2 separate regions of the Oryctolagus cuniculus genome follow, and region 1 is linked to region 2. Evidence: chromatin contacts called from public Micro-C data. All regions are on one chromosome and are shown on one strand. Each heading gives the region's core, a stretch centred on a gene start, on an enhancer-like site or on the middle of the called end of the contact. The rest is flanking DNA. Distances are from core to core; before and after follow the strand shown. Region 1 overlaps FAM76B (family with sequence similarity 76 member B). Region 2 holds the start of SESN3 (sestrin 3).

Region 1 (3,314 bases), core at 473-2,972, 500 kb before region 2:
GGGTTTTAGAAATCCACTCTACTGAATAAATGGGCCATTAGAGCCCATTATTACCAAGGTTGAAAGGTACAGTTGTCTGGATGGAGGTGGGAGCTCAGGGATAGGGGCAGGGATAGTTAACTGTTTCAAAATGTTGATGGAGAAAAGAACTTAGCCCTTGTGTTTTCATCTGCCTGATATTCCTACCGGCAGCCTAAATGTCATAATATCTGGAAATTGTCAAAAACTGTGAAGAGTTGAGATTTTGCTTATAAGCCAATAGTTAGACCATTGCAACTTCATAGATGCTGGTGAAAAAAATACTCCTGGGACATAAGCACAGGACTTTATTACTCAGAGAAATAAAAATAGGCAGGCAGAGTATAAGAATTATCTTGTAGTTCTCTCATCTCCAGTTTCCATAGGGTGACATGAAGAAGGCCAGGTGACATCTGCACATGTAGTAGATTGCATGACAAAAAGGAACTCTGAAATTAGGGTATCCAGATTCATTACAATTGCCAGAAGCATGCCTAATAGACACTGTATCTTCCAAGGTGGTTTCTATATAAAGGTCCTTGAAAAGATAGTCCAGGACAAAGGATGTCAGTGCCTCTCATTAGAAGATGTTCAGAAAATGGGTTTCCCATGGAGAAATCATCTTCCAACAGAGAGCTCTTGAAAATACATGGTATCGGCCAGCGCCGCGGCTCACTAGGCTAATCCTCCGCCTGCAGCGCCGGCACACCGGGTTCTAGTCCCTGTCGGGGCGCCGGATTCTGTCCTGGTTGCCCCTCTTCCAGGCCAGCTCTCTGCTATGGCCAGAGAGTGCAGTGGAGGATGGCCCAAGTGCTTGGGCCCTGCACCCCATGGGAGACCAGGAAAAGCACCTGGCTCCTGCGTTTGGATCAGCGCGGTGCGCCGGCCGCAGCTTGCTGGCCGCGGCGGCCATTGGAGGGTGAACCAACGGCAAAGGAAGACCTTTCTCTCTGTCTCTCTTTCTCACTGTCCACTCTACCTGTCAAAAAAATAAAATAAAATAAAATTAAAAAAAAGAAAATACATGGTATCTGTGCCTTCTGGATGCTATCTCATTTCCATGCTTTCTTTAGGCCACCATCTTAACTGAAACATAGTGGTTCTCCCTTTCTTCATTTTCCTGCTTTCAAACCTGGCTTGTAATTACCTAGGATATTTTTGTTTCCTTGAGTGTGTTCCTTGAGAGTTCCCAGGAATTTTTGAAGTCAAGACAGATGACAATTTAATTAGGTTTGTGACAAAAGAAGCTAACTTCTTCTGAGGCCACTAGTGATACTTGATTGACCTTGACATGGGAAGAAGAGAATAAATAGGAAGGAAAAAATGTAGTGAGGCAGAGTGGAGACAGAATGGGCAAAGGAAGGATAAGGGAGAAAAGGGGAGGAGGCGCAACAACTATCTCCTTCCTTCCCAGTAAGAAGGCTGTATATTGTGAGGATGAGCAACAAAGAGAATAAAACTATTTGACAAGAGTTGGCAGCTACTATTTTGGCAACCAGGTTGCTGAGCAGAAAACAAAAGAGAAAAGAAGGAAAGAAAAAAGGAGAGGTGGGGGAACTATTGCACAGTTCAAATCTAACTGCAATAAAATTTTCCTTGGATATTTTTATCTGCCATTTCCAACAGAATCAGGGACAGTATTTAGCATCTATTTATGAAAAGTAAAGCAGTGAGTCATAGAATACTGGTAAGGCTAAGGCCCCAGAGGAAACTGTGTGGGTAGCAAAGAAATTAAGCTTTCATACATTGAACTAGCTGCAAAAGATAAAGATCCTCTCTCACACCCTCTCTCTCATCTATTTAGAATAGTGAACAATTTAAAGGCAATTTGTTGAAAACATGTTATGTAACTAAAAAGTGAATGCTTGATATCCACAATTCTCAGAGAAACTTAAATTAATGTAGACTTTTCTATAGGTGAGAATGGGGTCTCCATCAGTACTACTGGACTTGTTATGGTGCCTATGTCCATGAGGCATCATCTCGATAGTGCTTTTTAATCATCTCAGTTGCACAGCAAACACTGGTATAAAAGTGAAACAACTTGCCCATTAGTAGGTCAGAAACATGAACTAGACCACCTGACTCCAAGTCTAGATTTTTGACATACAGTATTAAACTGTAATGAAATTAATAATGTGGAAACACAAGGGAGAAAGCATGCCAATTCATGCTCTCTCTCCTCAAAAGTTGACCATCTGTATAGAAGGGCTTCTGTGTATGAAAGGCAGGAAGGAGAGATTGCTAAATAATCTGCTCTCAACAACAATATTCTTGGGTCTTATACTTTGATCTCTTAAAAAAGTAGCTGAATTTTCACATGAAACAATGTAATCTTTCTCATTTTCATTCAAGTGATTAAATCTGGTATACTGGAAGTTTTATTTTGAAACCCAGATTTCCTGCAGAATAGCTTTCCTACACAGCAGGTCTTGCACAAGTCATAGAATCCATGGACAGGATGGGATGACGGGTATAAAATGTTACATCCTAGCTGAATGAAAATAATAAATATCAGTCTGTAAGTGGCAACCCAAATCTACTTTCTTTTCAAAAAGAGATAATGAATTAAATTAGCCCTATCCAAAAAAGGAATTCTAGCTAATTTTTTTAAATTCTCCAACCACCAGTATGTCATAGCTAGTCTTACCTAGCACTGTCCTACCTCCTTTCTAAATGACTGCTGCATATGATCTTCTGTTGTTATTGCTCAATAACCATTATTCTACTTTTGTCTTCTCCGCATATTGATCTTATAAATGTTGATGGTCTCAGAGTGGAAATCTCTTATGTGCATGAGATCTGTTACTGTGAACCATGTCTACAAAAATGCTAGATACGGGTGGTGCCGCCGCTCACTTGCCTAATACTCCGCCTGCAGCGCTGGCACCCAGGTTCTAGTCCCAGTTGGGGCGCCAGATTCTGTCCCGGTTGCTCCTCTTCCAGTCCAGCTCTCTGCTGTGGCCCGGGAGTGCAGTGGAGGATGGCCCAAGTGCTTGGGCCCTACACCCGCATGGGAGACCAGGAGGAAGCACCTGGCTCCTGGCTTTGGATCAGTTTAGTGCGCCAGCCGTAGCAGCCATTTTGGGGGGTGAACCAACAGAAAAGGAAGTCCTGTCTCTCTGTCTCTCTCTCACTGTCTAACTCTGCCTGTCAAAAAAAAAAAAAAAAAAAAAAAAGACAGATACGAATAGGTGTTGAATAGTATGTACTTTATGTTAATTTGAAAACAAGTTTGGTGATGGTAATGATGACCTTCTCGGTTAACTAAATGTAAGGGAAGTGATAAATTTATT
Region 2 (3,308 bases), core at 522-3,021:
ACTGAATCCCTAAGGAACCGGGGTAGAAATTTTAGATGCAAAAGAAAAGAAACGCAAAACCGGTGGAACCCTTCTTTTAAAATCATCTCCACAGATTCATTTTGCGAAGTGCAAGGGCTTCACCATCCTGGCACGCTAGAGACCTTTTCCACAAGGAGAAGCCAGGAATACCGATCAGGTTCTACGGAGCGAAAACAGGTGATGTCATAGCACAGCGCTGTGCGGGCACCGCCAAGGCCGGCTGCGGAGCTGCGGCTCCAGGGAGCGCGGCGATGCAAGGTGTCCGAGGGCCGCGAGGACACCGGCGAGGACGCGGCACCAATCAGCTTCTTGCTCTGCGCCAGCCTTTGTTCTCGCTGGGGAGCAGGTTCCCGCGGCCCTCGTCGCCCACCCGCGACCGACCCACACGCGCGCCGCCCACCGCTGCGGAGACCGCCCGCGCGGGTCGGCCCGGCACACCCGGTCCGCAGAGCTTTCCGCAGTGACTGCCCGCTGGCCCCGCGGCGCGGACGCCGAGCCCCTGACTCACCATTTTTTTGAGCTCTGGGAGAGGCAGGTCCAGAGCAATAGTTTTAAATGGCAGTTTGCTCTCTGAGGCTGCCTTCCCGGGCAGGGCTCTGAGCTCTCTCCGCACGAATCGGACGGGCTGCCTCAGAGCCGGCCTATGGGGGTGACGAGACTGACCTCGCTCTCGCTAGCCCTTTCGTGACGGACAAGCCGAGGAACTTCCACGGCTGGGAGGGGGGCGAGAGGGAAATGCTCCAACACAAACGCTCGACTGATTGCTGAAATATACCTCAGATTTCTTTACCCACATCCCTTACCCCACTCCCATCTCTGGGCTTTCTCACAGAGCTCGCAATCTCAGTGATGCATAAAGTTCTTCGAGATCCTAAAGGCAAAGCGCTACCCCATTGCCTTCTTTACAGCCAAGCTTGGATTTTGGCTGACAGGAAGCCTAGTCCCTACCCCGGTGGAAAATAACGTTTTAGCTCCCCCTTCCCTCCTCAAGAGATCACGAAATGTTTAGCTCAGTCTTGGTCCCTCTAGCGAGCTCTAGCTCCCAGCAATTTATCTCACTCTGCTTTCCACAGCGCCAGGGACCCAGACGAGGAGGAGTGGCTTACCGCGGGGGCGGCGCTAGTCTTCCAGGTTCGTTTGCATACGACACACCCCCTTCCTCTTATTGGTGGAATAGCGCACACTGTATTCCCTCCCACCCCGCTACCCAACTAACCCGCCATCTCCCTTCGGTTCCGAGCCTCGGAGATAAACTTAACTTGCCCGGAGATTCAAGGCGTCCTCGGCCTTTACGATTGGTCGGCGCGGCGCCCAACCGGGATCTAAAAGCTCATTGGCTGTGTGCTAGCGACCCGGGGGCGTGGCCGGAGCTGTCCGATTGGCGGGAGGGGGCGGTCCCGAAGCGTGGAGGTGGTGAAGGTGGTGGGGCGGCGGGGGCGGGGCCGCACTGAGGAGCTGCGGCGGCGGCGGCGGCGGCAGCAGCGGCAGCGGTGGCGGCTGCTCGTCCTAGCCTGGCGGGGGCGGGGGTCTGGAGGATGGGGGCGGGTGGAACAACGGGCCGGTGAGGAGCAGCCGCCGCCGTGTCAGCCGTCGCTCGGGCAGCCGCCGCAGTGGTCGCCTCGGGCAGCGCCGCTCTCTCGCTGGCCGTCGCCTTCCATCCCGACATCCCGCCGGGAGGAGGCTGAGGCGGCGAGGCACGGCCGGCGACGGCGGCGAGCCGGTCCGGCCCCGCAGCGGCGCGGCTGACGGCAGTGACAGTGCACCCGACCCGCCGCCCACCCTCGCCCTAGCCTTCGACGCCGGCGGCCACGATGAACCGGAGCGGCGGCAGCCCGTCGGCCGCCGCCAACTACCTGCTCTGTACCAACTGCCGGAAAGTGCTGCGGAAGGTACGGCCCGGGCCTGGGGTCCTGCCCCGGAGGGGCTCTTCCTGCCGGCCGGAGCTCGCGCCGCGGGGCCCCGGGGGCGCGCGGGGGCCGAGGCTCCGGGGTCTCCCCTGGCACTGCCCCTTACCCGGAGACGAAAAAGGGGGCGTGGGTTTCGGGCCGCTGCTGTTTTTCATCTCTGTTGGGACAGACGCCAGTCTCGAGGGCTGTTTTTTTTTTTTCTTATTTCTTTTCTCTGTATCTTTTTTCATTCTTCTTTCTGTGTGTGTGTGTGTGTGTGTGTGTTTGTGTGTGTGTGTGTGTGTGTCCGCGCGCACGCGCGCGCCTACCTTCGGTCTGTTTTCCAGCCCGCCTCCCTACCTTGCTTCTCCGGACACTGGGAGGGAGGCACTCGTCGATCCTCCTCCCTGGGCCGTTTGGCTGTCGATGGAGGTCCGGGTGAAATCAGAGCAGCCTGGGCTGGGCTGGAGGAACCCGGCTCCGTCGTGGCTGTGGCTAACTCTCGGGGTGTTGTTTGTTCGGTTGCTTTGCCTTGCCCAGCAGCCCCCTTTCCGTGTTCTTCCGATGGTCCTCCTGTGTCTGTAGTTCACTCATGAAAAGAACCAGTAAAGCATCTTGAACTTAATGCCCCGTGGGAGATGCTTTTCGACCTTACCGGTTCCTCGGCTGGGGGAGGAGGAGGGGTGGATGTGGTTATCCCTGCCTAGCACCCCCTCCCCAGGCTCCATCCGGACGCACCGCCAGCTTATTGCTTCCCAGATTGAGGGATAGAAAGTTTAGTATTGTTTAGCTTACTTGGCTTGCTCTCTCGGGGATGGGGGGGGGGGTGCGTGGGGGCGGGGGTGTGTGAAAAAATGTCTCTTTAGATCGAGAAGAGTTTTTAATCAGATTTTAACAGCCGCCCCTATAATGCTGTCAGATTATTCTTCTCCGAGCTCTTATTTTTGCATTTCATTGAGTGGAAACATCAGGTGAGGTGCTTCTGTTTGTCCAGTTCAAATGAATTAAAATTGCTGAGCTGTGCAAATGCATGGGGACTGAGAGACTGAGATGAATGCGGTACCAGTTTTAGTCGATTTCCCTAAACACAGTTCACTTCAGGATTGTTCTTTACATGTTAAAAAGGAAAAGAAAGAAAGCTCGTAAGTAAGCAAGCTTAAATATTTGCGCTCTTTGTCCAAAAACTGTTTTTCTTCCTCTGTGGGTCAGGCCAAGTGCCAATCAAAGTTGTTTTTCAAGCCTCTTTTCCCTGCAGTAGAGCTGCTGCATTTTTTTCCCCTATTTTATTTGTGAGCATGAGGAAAGCGGAGGGATTGCAGATTTGAAGTTAATCAAACAGCTAAAAATGCCTTAAATTGTGTTTATTGGATATGTTTCTCTTGAAACAGATTTTTATTAAAT

The links. A called contact is a pair of places that touch in the nucleus more often than the background predicts.
Region 1: a Micro-C map of ear pinna shows a contact between it and region 2, with 5 times the contacts expected there. The contact joins the enhancer-like site here to the promoter of SESN3 in region 2. A contact is called at or near these places in 4 of 6 Hi-C or Micro-C datasets (ear pinna, embryonic fibroblasts, skin fibroblasts and 1 more).

Annotation. Positions count from the first base shown.
Region 1 is chr1:87,108,314-87,111,627 of mOryCun1.1, reverse strand. All of the region lies in intron 13 of FAM76B (family with sequence similarity 76 member B), which reads left to right. Among named protein-coding and RNA genes, the nearest start is that of FAM76B, 100 kb to the left of the region's middle. Within about 2 kb of position 1,722, at least 2 of the 8 cell types and tissues checked have an H3K27ac peak or open chromatin away from gene starts, as enhancers often do.
Region 2 is chr1:86,604,276-86,607,583 of mOryCun1.1, reverse strand. SESN3 (sestrin 3) reads left to right here and starts at 1,771. Exons shown (of 11, transcript XM_008262422.4): 1 at 1,771-1,910. LOC103349689 (a long non-coding RNA gene) reads right to left here and starts at 1,145. Exons shown (of 4, transcript XR_011390185.1): 1 at 530-1,145.